Regions from separate parts of the Canis lupus genome. Here region 2 is linked to region 1. Evidence: chromatin contacts called from public Hi-C data. All regions are on one chromosome and are shown on one strand. The core of a region is the stretch at or near the end of the contact, and the rest is flanking DNA. Distances in the headings are between cores, read along the strand shown.

What was found. Hi-C and Micro-C count contacts between places; a contact is called where the count stands out from the background.
Region 2: a contact with region 1 is called in a Hi-C map of blood, with 3 times the contacts expected there. The contact joins the promoter of HROB here to the promoter of SLC25A39 in region 1. A contact is called at or near these places in 3 of 9 Hi-C or Micro-C datasets (amygdala and blood).

What each region holds. Positions count from the first base shown.
Region 1 is chr9:18,975,577-18,980,298 of UU_Cfam_GSD_1.0, reverse strand. It overlaps SLC25A39 (solute carrier family 25 member 39), which reads right to left and starts at 2,102. Exons shown (of 12, transcript XM_038547113.1): 1 at 1,964-2,102; 2 at 818-917; 3 at 625-684; 4 at 460-504; 5 at 94-203. The coding sequence starts at 902.
Region 2 is chr9:19,120,289-19,125,010 of UU_Cfam_GSD_1.0, reverse strand. HROB (homologous recombination OB-fold protein) reads left to right here and starts at 2,357. Exons shown (of 9, transcript XM_038547137.1): 1 at 2,357-2,570; 2 at 3,477-3,527. The coding sequence starts at 2,568.

The sequences.
Region 1 (4,722 bases), core at 853-3,352:
GCACCACCCGTTCTTTCCCAGGTCTGCCGTCTGACCAATGTGAATCCCTCAGGAAGGCCTAGAGACCCAGCTGAAGGCACAGCTGCTCCTCACCATGGTGCCAGTGAAGCGGGTAGGGTCCTGAAACCAGGTGGCACAGCGGGCACCATTTGGACACAAGTACAGGGGTTCCAGAACACCATTGCAGTATAGGAGGCACTTCCCTGTGGATTGGAGAGAGGAGGGCACTGGGGAAGGGGAGGGGGGCATTAGGACAACAGTGCCCTAGAACCCTGCAGGAAGGTGTTGAGCCCCATCCCTAGGGGCCGGCAGAGGCAGTGATCCCTGGGTGGACATTCTTGCTCACGAATTTGACCTGAAAGTGTGTTCTAGGGCTGTGGAGCCCTCAGGTCCCCTGGGGAGACTAGGACCCTCCCTCCCCCGGACCATGACAAGCCCCCTATGACTAGGGAAACTCACATTTGGCGTAGGGGAGGCTCCAGAGTCTGGAGGGAGGCATCAGCTCTAAAATACAAGGCAGTCCCTTAAGTCAGAAGAGCCACCTACCTGTCCCAGGGACCCCATCTCTGGAAGATCCATTTTGCCCATGCACCTCCCATGTTGGCTTCAGGGTCAGGCACTCACCACTGGCCATCGAGGGGCGCTGAGACTGCAGGCGTACTTTCACCACGTCCAGGGGTGTCACTGGAGGAGGAGGGCAGGTCTGAAGGCTCCTTTCAGGACCCCATCCCCGAGCCCTCCTCCAGGGCCAAGTCACCTCTAATCTCGGGTCTTCCCCAGCCCCCAGCTACCCGCCTCACACCTCCCCAGATCTTACTGAAGAGGGAGGTGACCACAGCCCCAGTTCCTGAAGCCACCATTTGTTGGAGGGGGCTAATAGCCCCAGGGTCCTGATCAGCCATCTTGCAGCTTCAATTCTGAAAAACAAATAGTCAATTGGACCCCAATTCACAACAGAAATCAGTGGGAGGGGAAGAACCCAGGTGAGGGCACTTTGGGATCTGAACCAGCCCATCACCCCAATTCACTCACTAAATATGAATTCGAGCGATCCTCACAATTCACTTTTTTCTTTTTAAGATTTTATTTATTCATTCATGAGAGACACAGAGAGAGAAGCAGAGACACAGGCAGAAGGAGAAGCAGGCTCCATGCAGGGAGCCAGATGCGGGATTCGATCCCAGGACCCCGGGATCATGACCTGAGCCAAAGGCAGATGCTCAACCACTGAGGCACCCAGGCGTCCCGCAATCACCGTTGAAAGCAGTTACCGTCATCTCTACTTTACCAATGGACAGAGACTCAGAGAGCGGGGATGACCTGAACAAGGTCACTCCGGGAGTAGTTAGGGAGAAAGCTGGAGTAGTTACTCATGCTTAGGAAGCAGTAATGGCTCGCTGCCATTCCCTCATCTGAGCAACACGGAATCCCTGCGTCCCCGTCACGGGGGCAGGCGCCCTGTTTGGCCTCGGGACCCAAAGACCAGGACGCCTGAACCTGCCCCCCTCTCCCCTCACTCGCAAGGCGGGCCCCGTGTGCTCTGAGTCACGGGGCATGGAAGGTGGGGCCGAGCAATGCGGGAAACGTGTAAACAAATCTGATGGCAGGACGGTCGGCTCTCGGGGCTGGAGGCTGGTGCCCGGCCCTCCCCCGCACGCACCCTCCTCGCGAGGCCGGAAGGGCCAGTCCCCCAGGTCTGGATGGAAAGGACAAGCTCTCCGCGCTCTCTCCCCAAGGCAGAGGGCGGGGCTTCGGCCGAGACGGTCGGGAGTTGGTTTGGGAAAACAGACTCTCTCCCGGGCCCTAGGAGAAGCTCCGGCCCCTCGAGCAGGGGACGCCCGGCGGGACCGCCTAGGTCGGCCGGGCGGCTCGCGACTCCCGGCCCCCAGTCCAGCCGGGGTTCAGGTTCCCCGGGACCCCCGGAGGCCCACGTCCGCCCCCACCCCGGCCCAGGTCCACCCACCTGGCTCTAGGCCGGTGCTCGCGCTGCGCGGCGCCCGGGGCCCAGCGGGCCCATGGCCGCTCCGCGGCCGCTGTACGGTCCGCGCGCGCTCGCCGAGCACCAAGGCCGCCTCTGCAGGCACCCGAGCTCGCCCCGCCCCCAGACCGCGCCGCGAGGCCCCGCCCTCCGCCGGCCGACCAGCCGCACACCCGGAGTGCCGCCGGCCCCGCCCACTCGCTGCCTCTCGCGGACCCGCGCCGCGCCCGCGTACCCGCGCAGCTGGTGCCCCGTGGGGGGCGGCCCGGGGCCAGCGCCCCGAGGTCTTGGGTGCCCCTGTCGTGCGTGGCCTGCGGTAGTATCGCACTTAATAGCGCTTTCTCGCAAACTCCATCCTACCGGGACCCCGGCCGAGCGTTGCCCCGGGAGTCCCGGCGCTCCCCCTAACTTCCCAGACCCACGTGGGTAGCGCGCTCTCCCGCTCTTCCTCAGGGTCCTCTGCGGGGAGGCGGGGGCCTGAATCAGTTCTTCCAAGGCCACGGGGCGATCAGATAGTGACGCCTGACACCCGCCGGCTTCCTGCTGAGGTTTTACGACTTAATGACGACCTGCCGAGCGGGAATTACCACTGTCTCCATTTTACGGATAATCGACTGCGATCCCGCTCTGCAACCACGTGGCAAACCGCTGGGTACCGCGGGCGTGCGGGCGGTGGGGTTAGACGAACTGTGACTCGGGCCAGGCAGGCTGGACGGGGGAGGAGGTTGTCCCCGGAGCCAGGAAAGCGGGGTCAGCCGGACTCGATTGAGGCTTAGTCCCACCACCGTGGGACCTTGGGCAAGGTACACCGCCCCTCCGGGCCTCGGGTTCCTCCTCCGCGCTGAGAGGGGATTGAGGAGGGAAGAAGGGGAATGACATTTTTGCTTGCGTTGGTTACTCTCTCAGCGTTACTTCTACGCCCCCAAACTTTAGGAGTATCTTATCATCGGGCTCCTTTTTACAGGAGATGAAACTGAGGCTGGAAGTTAAGTGCCTGGAATTGGAACCGCCCAGGTACTTCACTCTCATCAGCCTGCCTCCCGGGGTGACAGGTGGGCTTAAATCCTGCGCTGACGTCTCTGATCCCGCTTCTCGGGGAGACATCTCTCCCCCACTGCAAGCTCTGCACCTGAGACCCCACCACTTGCCTCGCCTTTAAAGCTTTGGCGCGGTCGTCATTATTTGTCCGAACACAGAAAAGCGAACGCGGGGTGCGAACCTGCGCCTTTAAGAGGGGCCGACCGTGACTTGGACGTCACCAGCTTCTCGGGCTCCAGCCGCCCAGCCATTCGGCGCCCGGGAGGCTAGCACGTGGATCCCGAGGGGCCAACCATCAGCTTTCCCTGAAACCGGTTGTGCGGCTCCGGGAGGCTTACAAGCCGCAGTTTAGCGGCGGGAGAGTGCGAGCTGTAACGCGGGGGGTTAGTGGCCGCTGGGAAAGCGCAGCGGGGAGGCGCCCCTTGCATCCCTTCCCCAGCCAGTGGAGGTCTGAAATGACGGAAAATCCTTTTATAAACTGTATGTTCAGGCGAGAACCCAGCTTCTATTACGGTCTTTCACAGCCTCAAAGTTACGGTTTACCCGAACAGGTTCATAATCCACAGCCAAGAGATGACTCTCCCCATTTTACCGAGGAGGAAACTGAGGGCCTCGAGAACGATGACTCCCCGTGTGTAATGGAACCAAGATCTCTCCCGCGCAACCTGCGTTTTACGAATGAGAAAATGGAGGCCGAAGAGGTCAGATCGCACCAAGGTCACTCGAATGAAAGAGCCAGGATTCAAACCCCCCAACTGCCTGAGTCCCACCACCCCCTACCCCCAACCCATTCTCAACTTGTGTTCTCTGCTCCCTGCAGTGACCTGCTCACCTGTGAAGGTTTTTATGTGCTCTGGCCTCAGGCCTCCAGAACCCCAAGAAATCTAGCCTGTGGGGCTTGTCTCAAGATCAGAGCCCTTGGGAGGCAGGGACCTGGCTCCAATGGATCCCGGCTGTTTCCTGCGGGAGCCGTGCCACCTCTAACAAATATCTTAATGCCTGTAAGCCCGAGTTCCACCACTTTATAAAATGAGCTGATGGGGAAAATAATGCACCCACCTCACAGGCAATATGTGCGGATTTAATGAGCTAATAGCTGTAAAGTGTTTAGACCCTTGTCTATCATGTGGCAAACACTCAGGTGACTATTATTATTATGGTCATCATCTTTATTATTGATTCACCGCCACCACCACCACCACCACCTTGGAAAGTTATGGAAAAGGCCTTTAGAGCAACCAGATTCTGGTCCTACCTCTGACTCCAAATGCAGGCACAGATAAGTAATAATTCCTTACACCCCTTCCCGCCCAGAGCCAAAATCATACAGCTGCAAATAAGTGGTCGGAAACAAAACCTGGTGACTTCTGAGCCTCAGTTTCCCCCACAGTAGAATAAGGGGCTTACATTCCATTTCTGGTGTTCTTGCAATAAGGATGTCTTTGAGATTTGTCACTGCACCTGTTTCCTTATCTGAAAATAAGGACGATGTCACTCATCCCGCCTGACTTGCAGACTCCTAGCTAAAAGCACATCTGTGAAAGCCATGTGAAGAGTCATCAAATGGTTCTGTGGCCCTTGTCAGGACCTCAGAGATGATCAACTCACAGTCCCTGCCTTCCACCACAGGAAAATGCTTTGAGGCATCATTGGTGTGACCAAAGCCCAGTCCCATGGCAGCAGTCTGGGCAGGTGGGAGAGGTTAT
Region 2 (4,722 bases), core at 1,108-3,607, 140 kb before region 1:
AAATAAATAAAATATATATTTTTTAAATGACCCCCTCGCTACACTCATTCCCCTTTGTACCCCACTTCATAGCTGGGGATCTGATGTCTTCTGCCGTGGCCCTCCATAGCCTAAGTCCTAGCACCCACTTTGCGCTTTCCCAGAATTCATCCCTTTCTTTTCTGCCTGAATCTTTCAGCCTGGGCAAGCCTGGTTCTGAGAGTTCACGCTAACTTCTCTTCTAAAAGGAGGGAAGGGCACCTGGGTGGTTCAGTTAGTTAAGTGTCTGCCTTTGGCTCAGCTCATAATCTCAGGCTCAGGTCATGATCTCAGGGTCCTCTGATCAAGCTCCTTGGCAGGCTTCCTGCTCAACAGGGAGTCTGCTTCTCCCTCTCCCTTTGCCCCTCCCCCCACTCATGTGTGTGCACTTGTGAGCTCTCTCTCTCTCTCTCTCAAATAAATAAATAAAATCTTAAAAAAAAATAAGAGGAGGGAGAAGAGGACATAGGCCCCATCACCATGGAGACTTAGCCCTTGTCTTTCCCACAGATGACAGCACTGGGAAGAAGAAGACATTTGATTTGGGAGAAGGGGGACCCTTCAGCATGGGAGTCCTTCCCAACTCTAAAATCACAGATCACCTCCTCACTGTGTCCTGCCAGCTCCTCTGTAAAATGTCCCAGGTCGGGCAGCCCGGGTGGCTCAGCAGTTTAGCACCGCCTTCAGCCCAGGGCCTGATCCTGGAGACCCGAGATCAAATCCCACGTCAGGCATCCTGCATGGAGCCTGCTTCTCCCTCTGCCTGTGTCTCTGCCATTCTCTCTCTGCCTGTTTGTCTCTTGTGAATAAATAAATAAAATCTTTAAAAAAAATTAAATGTCCCAGGTCCACATTTTCCATTTGCTCCAACCACCTGCCCCCACCCCCATCCAGGTCCTAACAGGAGGTGGGGGCAGTAGTTGCCAAATTCATTTAACTTAGAAAAAAAGTGATGAAGGAGGCACTTGGGATTTCACTGAGAAGAGAAGGCCTGCAAGTGGGAGTGTTGGGGTTTTGTACCCCAGCTTGGAAGAAGCACAGAGGGTGTGAGGGGATGAGAGTTAGGACTCCAGCTTCCATCTCCCACTGACATTCTTTCTTTTTTTTTTTTTTAAGATTTTATTTATTTATTCATGAGACAGACAGACAGACAGAGAGGCAGAGACACAGGCAGAGGGAGAAGCAGGCTCCATGCAGGGAGCCCAACATGGGACTTGATCCAGGGTCTCCAGGATCACACCCCGGGCTGAAGGCAGCACTAAACCACTGAGCCCCCCGGGCTGCCCTCCCACTGACATTCTGGCTTCCATTCTGACATAGGACAGACAGGTAAACTGGTCCATAGAAAACTATGATGGCTACCCAGAGGTGAGGCCAGGCCAGCCCCTGGGGAAGATCCAAGGCTGGTTCAGATCACATCATTAAGAACTTGAATCAGCTACCTTTCTCCCGCCTTTTGGGTCCTTAAAACTATGCAGCCCTAGTGTCACTCCAACTAGCCCTATAATGACAAGCAAGAAGAAAAACAGAGTGAGGACTGAGGGCTGGCTCAGGGATGGACGCCCCTGCCCATTTCTCTGCACAACTATCCTGAAATATCTTTTGACCTGTGTCTCCCTGACTCGTGAATTTGAGGACACAAGGAGTCTTCTTAATTTCCCTATCCTCACTGTTAAGTACTGTGCCAGATACAGGGCAGTCATTGTGTCATTCATTCAATAATTCTATGGAGCATTGTGCTAAGTGCTGGGGACAAAAATGTTGAACAAGCCAGACAAAGTGCCTGCCCTCATGGAGCTCATTTTTGTTTGCTTGTCTGTGTTGCTTGTTTTTTGGTACTGAAACCTGGGAGCTCATATTTTAGGGAGGAAGACACAAAATAAAGATGTAAACCACGATAATTATAAATCATGGAAAATGCTGAGAAGGAAATAGAGTGTTGGATGGGGAAAGGATGTTACTTGAGAGATTGGTGAGAAGGAAGATCTGGGATCTAAGTTTAAATATGAAGGATAAAAGGAGCAAGACCTAGAACACCGTTGCTTAATATATATCTTGCAAATATGGATAGATGGATGGTTGGGGCGGGTTGTAGTGTGAATGAGAGTTCTGCTCTAGGACCCAGTCCCTAGCGTGCTTAGCTCAAGAGAGGAGGGTGGGCGGGCCTGGGGACCCAAGATTTCCAATCGGCTCTCCCAGAACTCCTGTTGAACCAGCCGACCGGGCCCGAGGAGCCGCTGGGGGGCGCCCGAGAGCCCACTCGTTTCCCTTTAAGGCCGAGGCGGAAGACCGACGGAGGAAGGGCCTTTGGGTCGGCGGGATAGAAATAGGCCCGCCCCTTTAAGAGGGCGGAGACGCTGGAGTGGCGGCCACTTCGAAAGCGGCCTCGGGCCCCGGCCCCCGGCTTCCCGGCGACCCTCTCTCTTCCCCCGCCTGCGTCGCACCAAGACACCCCGCAGCCCGGAGTCCGACTCTCCCGCCTGGGACAAGCCGAGGCCCCGGCGTCCCCCCTTCCGCCCCGCACGGGCCGGAGCCCGTCCGCCGTCGCCATGGTAATGCCGCGCCCCGGGGCAGCGGAACTGCCTTCCAGCTTGCAGCCCCCCCCTCACTCGTGCGAGCTGCGTGCCCGGGTTAGGGTTCGGATCCTAGTTTGGTGGCTTCGGGACACCTGGACTCTAGTCAGGGCTTGGGAGGGTCCGCCCCACACACCTCCCTCGGGGCCTGTTTCCCTCGTGCTGCCTTCCGTCTGTTCTTGGAGAGCTGGTCATCCCTCCCGGTGGCTCAAACGTCGCGCCTCCGGAGCTCCACCCCCTCCGCCTGGCCCGTACCCTCTGACCTTTGGACACCGGGGATGGGTTTGTCAGACGGTAGCTCTTGCTGTCCCGGCTTCTAGGGTTAGGCACGGCCTGCTGCTCTGGGCGTGACACAGGTCTAAGAGCTGGCCCCAGCAAGAAGGACCTGTGGCCTGGGGGATCCTACCCTCTTGGGACGCTGGCTTTGGCACATTGGATTCGCTAAGGAAACCACTTTTCTCAGAAACAAGGCCACTGTACTAGGCATGCTTCGATTTATAGTAGTCTGTCTTATGGTTGACATGGGTTCTCCAAGCCAAATCTTTGGGATGTTGCAGAATCCTTAGGCCCCTGTGCATGGGGCTGGGTCTAAAGAATGACCCATGCTCCTTTTGGGAGTCTTCCCCTTGCCTCCTCCTCCCTCTTCCAAGGCCAATACAGATGAACCTGAGTGGATTATTTTTACTAGAAAGGATTCTAAATCACCTAAATCATTAAGTAAATCCCATCTCTTCCCTCCTCATCCCTTATTCTTCCCTCAGCACTCCCAAAAAACAACAGTACACCTGATGGTCTTGTTAGAATTGGAAAGAAGCAGAGTGAGGACAGAATGTACTTGCAAACAGTATTTCTCATCCAGCCTCAATTGCTTTGTTTTCCTTTCAGGCATGCAGTTTGCAGAAGCTGTTTACTGTGGAAGAGGAGTTTGAAGATGAGGTAAGGAAGTGTTGGTGATCAGAGATAGCAGAGGAGATCTTGAGTGGAAAACACCCAGACCCAGAACATTTTGAAGCAATGTGCCCCAGCCTCCTTTTACTTGACATGTATAGCTTTTTTGTCTGTGAGGAGCTGAGAGAAAATGAGACATGTAAACAACCTTCTTAACTGTTTTAGAGACAGAAAAAGAAACAGAGATGTGAGCTGCCTAATTGGCATACCTTTAAATTACAAGGGCCCTTGCCTGGAAGCTGTGTCATGTGGATGATTCAGTTCACCTTTATGATGGCATACTTGAGGTGGGAAGAAAGTTTATGGAGAGCCAGACAACACGGTTAGTGGATGACAGGAGGCCTGGGGTCACCAAGTGGCTATGTGAGCCAGGGCAAATTACTTCATTCTCTGGCCTTCTGTTTTCTCTTCTATAATAGAAAGGATGTTCTTTTGCCTCAAATGCTCTTCCCTTCCCTCTCAGAAGATGAGGGATTAGACCAGATTGGAAGCTGGCATATTAAAATCACCCCTGCTGAGGCCCTCCCCCACACCAATTAAATCGGAATTTCTGGGGATGCGCCCAGGAGGGCTATTTCTAATCTTGGGGTATAGTCAGGGATCACTAAACTAGCTGGCAATCCCCACAGCTCTCTACCCGCTCAAATCCAATGGATGTAGTTTCATCTGGAGGCCCCAAATTGCTACCTGGAATCCGTTTCAGAAATAGGTATGATTTGGGATCCCTGGGTGGTGCAGTGGTTTAGCGCCTGCCTTTGGCCCAGGGCACGATCCTGGAGACCCAGGATCGAATCCCACGTCGGGCTCCCGGTGCATGGAGCCTGCTTCTCCCTCTGCCTGTGTCTCTGCCTCTCTCTCTCTCTCTCTCTGTGACTATCATAAAAAAAAAAAAGAAAGAAAAGAAATAGGTAGGATTTAAGTGAGTAAAACCCAAAAAAGGTAAATTAACGTGCTGAAGAGTATAGCACCAACAACCAGGGTGAGGTCTTGGCCTCCTTATTCATCTAGCATACATACACAATAAACTACATTTATAGAATAGAATTGCTTTATTTTATCAATGACAAGCCGTTCCAACTTACTTTTTGTCTCCCAGTGTTGTGCTTTAAAAATCATGTTTAGAATTTGTCGAGATGGGGACTCCTGTGATCCTGGAGTCCCGGAATCAAGTCTCACATTGGGG